Regions from separate parts of the Mus musculus genome. Here region 1 is linked to region 2. The links are chromatin contacts, called in public Hi-C maps. All regions are on one chromosome and are shown on one strand. Each heading gives the region's core, a stretch centred on a gene start, on an enhancer-like site or on the middle of the called end of the contact. The rest is flanking DNA. Distances are from core to core; before and after follow the strand shown. Region 1 holds the start of Nlgn1 (neuroligin 1). Region 2 overlaps Nlgn1 (neuroligin 1).

Region 1 (3,138 bases), core at 345-2,844, 250 kb after region 2:
TTTTTCCTCAGAGCTACAAAATTTCTTTAACTGAAAGAAAAAAAAATATTTTAACCTAAATTCAGTTGCAAGAAAATCGCTAGAAACGCAAGCACTCACAGCTCCCTGGGAAAGAGAAACTAGGAGTCAGGAGCAGAGGGAAGCAAGCTAAAATCCTAAAGGTGGCTCGATGCCCGATGCCCGGTGCACTCAGCCTGGGCCCTGGGCGGAAATACTGCAAAGAAGCTCATCTAACTCAAGAAAGTTAAGACTGACTGTATTATGCAAAGTCCTAAAAGGCAGTCACAAGATAACCTGAGTGGCAGAATCCTACTTCTTTCTCCAGGACCAGATGCAGCGACTGTAACCCTTTAGTGCCCGACCGAAAGAAGGAGGTGGTGGGGAAAGGCAGAAAGAAACAGAGGGTGGGAACATCGGAGCTTATGAAAAAGGCCATCCTCTTGCTGACTGCATCCCCAGCATTCCCCCAAGAAGCTTAGACAGCCTGGGAAACTGGGCCGAGGCAGCATAATGAAGACCGGAGCTCTCCCCCAACCCCCCAAGCAGGATTTTCTAAAGCACTGGCTGCCTCCTCTCCTTAAAGTATCTCTAAGAGAAAAATCTCCTGGTCCAAGAGGGATCTCCTTACTGAGAGATTTTTTTTTCCCCCCAAGGCAAAGTTGAGAGGCAGAAGGCTGCTTGGCTTCCCCACTGACGCCACAAAACCCAGGTTTTGAAGCTCGGTGCGAGCGGAGAGGTCGCGATGCCTGGGAGATGCGCGAGGTGGGCTTCCAGCCTGCTCGCCCCATTTCTCCGGCGCCGCGTCTGCAACCCCTTCCGCACAGTGATACCCAAACCCGCAGCCCTCTCCCGAGGAAAGAGGCACAAACTTACCCTCAGGAAGACACGTCCACCGAGGGAGCCCCCTCATCTTCCCCCAGTCCTCTTTCCATTATTCAAGGAGACAGTTTTACCAACACTTCCCGTCAAATTCAAGCCGAAACGGTCAAAGTATTTACCAGTTTGCAGATGCTTTCTTTTCAACCTCTGGAACTGGGTAATTCTTGTTTCAGAATTCAAGATGCTTCCTTTATTTATTTATTTTTTTTTTCTTTAAGCAGCCGCAACCCCAGATCCACCTCCCCCTCCCTCGTTATTCACCCACGGACACTTCCTAAACGTGTGGATTGATGCTTTTTTTCTCTCCAGATGCTGCCAGGATCCAGAATCCTGGAGAACCAAAGCCGCATCCGTGTAATTCCTACCATCAGGCAAGAAATACAAACGATCAAACAACGTTACTTCTTTGAGCTGCGATCAGATAATCCTACTAATCCAATAGATTTATCTCGATTGGAAATTGACCTCAAAGATGAATCCCCAGTGCTCGCGTCCAGTAGAACGATTCCGTAGCCCTATCCGGGTTACCGAAGGGCTGTGGTTTCTTTCTTTCCTTTCCTTTTCTTCTTTCCTTCCTGCCTTTTTTAATTTTTTAAAAATCTTTTTGGATTCTGGGTGCACTGCTCGCAAAAGAAAAAAAAGAAAGAAAGAAAAGAAAAAAATGCCGAGGACCCTGGTTTTCCCCTAATACAGGTTTCTACTCCAAATCGGTGCAGAATGAAAAATGATACAAAGGTACCCCTAGTGGCTCGCGGCGATATTGCAGGGAATTCACTTTTTTCCTCCATCCCCTCTTCACCTTTTCCACCCCCTTCTTGGTCCCCTGGCATCTAGGAATAACTTGCTGTTATAGTAACCAGGGTGCTGAACTCCAATCACTACGAGTAAAATGAAGCTGTCTACTAAACAGGTAGGATGGGTTTTGCCTTTTACTGGAAAACTGAAGGTCTTTTCGACATTTAAAGTTTTTCCCCAATAACATTTAGTAGCTAATATGTCAACTTAGGGAAGCACTATGATTTCAAGGAAATATATTTGTTTCCTAAACACCCATAGTTAGCAGTTAGCATGCACATGCGCTCACACACACACACACACACACACACACACACACAATTCTGTTCTTTTGAAATGTATTGTTTCAGAAAACCATTTAACCTTTTGTTTCCTTTGAATAAATATAATAAAGGATTATCTAGATAATATTTTATCATTTGGAATTTTAAAATATCTTCAATTAAATCTACTTTTTATCTGTGTGTATATGCATGCAGAAAGTTGCATGTGCAAGCACATATGCCAGGACCTATGTATGGAAGTCAGAGTATAACTTTCAGGAGTCTCTTCAGCTCCCTCTATTTAATGGACCCTGGGGACCTAAATCACACCTTCAGTTTGATGTCAAGCATTTTTACCCACTGAGCTATCTTGCCAGCTCTCATTTTGGAATGAGATTTATTTGGAATATATGTGTATGTTTATCATTTTACTCATAGATGTTCATGCACCTATGCACATGCTCCCTGTGTGTGCAGATGCCTAAGGAGGGCAGAAGTCATGCCCTAGAGCAAGAGAGATAGGCCTTTGAAAGCCATCCAGCAAGCATACTAAAATTTGGGTTATCTATAAAAGCAGTAAGCACCCTCATTGTGAAGCCATTTCTCCAACCCATTATCTTGGATTTTTTTATGTCTGCTCAGAAAAGCAGGCACAACGTCTGAGTGCAGAGAAAGGGCAACACCTGACCATCATGACCCAGGTTTCCTGGATGCTTTCTTGAAACCTTTAGAGTTCAGCGGCCTCTGCATCAGCACCAGGAGTTCTGAGAGATTCCAAAGAAAGGAATCAATGCTGTGAATTTCAGGCCTCTTTGGCAAAGCAGTATTCCGCATAGTCTCACAAACAGTGTCTATCAATAAGCCAGCAATCTTTTTAAAATGAAGATTCTAGGTCTTTAGGACTGAGATTCTCCAATTTTAACAAGCCCTCTGAGAACACTTTGATTATCAAGGGCCTGGTAAAATACAGAAGTTGGATTCTCTTTCATGCTGATGGGTTCTGTAGCTGCAAAAACTAGAAAATTTTTCTTAACTGACTAAATAATTAAGCCTTTAAGTGTGTGAACTGTTAAAGAGTCAGGAGACATTTCTTCTACCACTAGTTTTGCTGTTAATTGGCTATGTGACTTTGAGCAGTAACTTTGCCTATGGTTAATTTATCTATTAAAATTCAAAATAAATCAACAAATGCATATGTTCC
Region 2 (2,874 bases), core at 28-2,527:
GTCATTGGTGGGTTCAAGAAACCAAGAAGCATCACTGAAAGTGGCAAGATGATATGTCAATGTAAGCCTTTTTACTTTTTCAGTTGATTTGTCCAGGTGTTTTGTCATAGTAACAGAAAGATGACTGACATACAAGGCAACCTCTGCTAATAAGAATCCCTATATTTTTAATAGGCTTGACATTTTATGGAAAGCAGAGCCCTCTGCTTAGAGTACAGGGAACCCTGTGGAAAATGGGGAGGAAGAGACATACCTATGAGAGGTCAAGTAAACCAGGGCAAGGCAACTGAAGTGGCAATCACAGGTCCTTCTTGGTCTGTGGGAGTTCTTCTGCATATCTTTTGTTTTATTTTGTTTTGTTTTGTTTTGTTTTGTTTTGTTTTGTTTTGTTTTGAGACAGGGTTTCTCTCTATAGCCCTGGATTGTCCTGGAACTGACTTTGTAGACCAGGCTGGCCTCGAACTCAGAAATCTGCCTGCTTCTGCCTCCTGAGTGCTGGGATCTTATCTTTGTTGGCTTAGTGTTTTTGTAGGGCTCCTAACAATGGCAGTGGAGGGTCTCTGACTCCTTTTTCTGCTCTTGAGACCCTTTTCCTCTTGCTGAGTTGCCATGTCCAGCTTTGATATGAGCATTTGTCCTTGGTCTTACTAATTGTATTTTGTTATGCAGTATTTCCTGTTTATCACTTGGAGGCTTGTTTTTTTCTGAAGGAAAATGGGGGAGGAATGGATCTGGGGAAAAGAGAGAATAGGTAGGGTAGAGGGTTGAAAGGAATGGAGGAAGGGGAAGCCTCAGTCAGGATACATTGAAAAAAATTAAAAATTAAAAAATAAAATTAAAAAAAAGGAAAGAAAGTAGGGAAAACAAAACAAAAGAAAGCCATGGAATGGATGCCAGAAACTGTGTTAACCATTGAGAGGTTAAAAACTAGAAGAAACATTAAAACAAACAAACAAACAAACAAAAACATAACCCTGTTTTACTTTTCAGGTACTCTGCCTGGCTGTGATATGCAATAGAAATGCATGTGAGTTTGGAATCGGAGGATCTAGGGTCAGCTGGACAACACGAGTCTAGGAAGCACACTAGCAGGGCTCTGTCTTTTTAAAAAATGAACTGGGATGATTCTGAGTAAAAAAACAATGACAAGTGAGCCGTGCCCGAATGTTTGTGGGGTAGGTAGTGCAGGGGAAGACTTGGGCAGAAATGAAGAACAGCATGTGCCTGTAAATGAGATGCTGTGGAAGGGAGCGGGAAGGCTGCCAGGCACTCTGGTCAGAGTAGGCAGCGATGCAGAGGGCAGAAACACAATTTAAAAGCCTAACAAAGGCAGCATTGAGGAGCCAAGATCTGTGTGCTTGGAACAAGGGCAGGAGCAGTCTTGGATAAAGACTAATATCTTTTTATTAAGCAATAGTAGTTTCATTTATTATACTGCATTGCATAGGACAGACAAGGAAGCGAATTCGCCATCATCTTTATGAAATCTGACGATTCCTATCCTGTGCTGTAGGTTCAACATTCAGCCCACAGCTAATCACTCCACTGAGACTCCATCCCTCTGCATTTCATATTTCAGAAGGTAACGCTGCTCAATCAGCCTTGGGTACATTCTGCTGCTGTTGCTGGCAGCCTTTTGAATGTACTTTGTACTTTACCTACTTTTGGGGGGAAAATGCTTCCAACGCTTTAGCATTATTTAAAAATACTCGGGAATATTTGCCACTGTCTCTAAATCTTTACCCTTTTCAAGACATAAGAAAACCCCCAGCAACTCTTACTGCTAGAGTAACTTGCCCATACTGAATCTGTTTATCTCCATTTCAACTTCACAATTGGTTTCAGAAGTAAGTATATTTTGTAGCATTCCATTGTTTTGTTTTGTTTTGTTTTTTTAAGAAATACACTCTATAAAAATGACTGTCCCTGTTCCTTTCTTAGCAGGAACCAGATAAAGGATGGACTGATTTTCCATGTTGTTCACCAATTTTTAAAACTTATGTAGAGCACTTAGAGGTGTGTGGAGTTCCTGAGTGAGCGAATGGATGGATGAGCTAGGTGAGTGACTTCTGCCCTGCTGCTGAGTCTAAGATCTTGCTGGATAGTTCATTGTACAACCTGGGACTGACTGCTTTAATAAAAGCCATCAGTCTTAATAACTCATGAAACTCATAAACTACATACTTTACTTCCAGTCAGTATTTAACCAATTTTTGAGAATTAATAAAACATAATACATTGTTTTAAGAAAAATCAGAGCCATTCTGATGAAAAAGTTGCAAGATACGACTTAGAAGTCATCAATCTTTCATTTTACCAGGATCCTGAATAAAATTGATAATACCAAGTCCTGATGCCTTCAAAACTGTAATTATAATGATTCTACACAGTGTCATTTTATTTAATCTCATCATCGAAATGTTGACAAGTTTAATAACAAAAACAAAAAACAAAAACAAAACAAAACTCTGTTGCTGTATACAAGAGAGAGATTATAATCCCCAGAGGACACAGGGTTCAGCACAAATCAATGTGACTATGATTATAATCACTGTTGCTGTAGTTATTATCATAAGCTAGAAGTAAGCCTAAAATGACAAAACATGAAAATTCCACAGATGTCAGCCATGTTGAGTTGTAGAGATTCAATACACATCAACACAAAGAGAATGAGAGGATTCAGTTTTTGCAAGCCAGAGATGCATCCCTAGTGCCCCCTATCAGGGCCTTCTTCAGAGTCCGGTCTAGACATTCATCCTCAAGGCACTTGCCATTTCTCTAGACCCTATGGATAACTCAAAAATAACTGAATGAATTTGCTACCTAGTGAATATCATCTGCTGATATTTTTGTTATTTTAATCCCTCGCAGCCC

What was found. Hi-C and Micro-C count contacts between places; a contact is called where the count stands out from the background.
Region 1: a Hi-C map of neural progenitor cells shows a contact between it and region 2, with 3 times the contacts expected there. The contact joins the promoter of Nlgn1 here to the enhancer-like site in region 2. A contact is called at or near these places in 3 of 484 Hi-C or Micro-C datasets (cerebral cortex and neural progenitor cells), 1 of 115 datasets of contacts at active chromatin or transcription factors (astrocytes) and 1 of 9 other capture datasets (embryonic stem cells).

The regions. Positions count from the first base shown.
Region 1 is chr3:26,152,392-26,155,529 of GRCm38.p6, forward strand. It overlaps Nlgn1 (neuroligin 1), which reads right to left and starts at 1,595. Exons shown (of 6, transcript NM_001357096.1): 1 at 874-1,595.
Region 2 is chr3:25,902,089-25,904,962 of GRCm38.p6, forward strand. The region is part of intron 3 of Nlgn1 (neuroligin 1); the gene reads right to left. Among named protein-coding and RNA genes, the nearest start is that of Nlgn1, 250 kb to the right of the region's middle. Within about 2 kb of position 1,278, at least 51 of the 459 cell types and tissues checked have an H3K27ac peak or open chromatin away from gene starts, as enhancers often do. A contact at or near this core is called in astrocytes, cerebral cortex and neural progenitor cells, where this site is marked.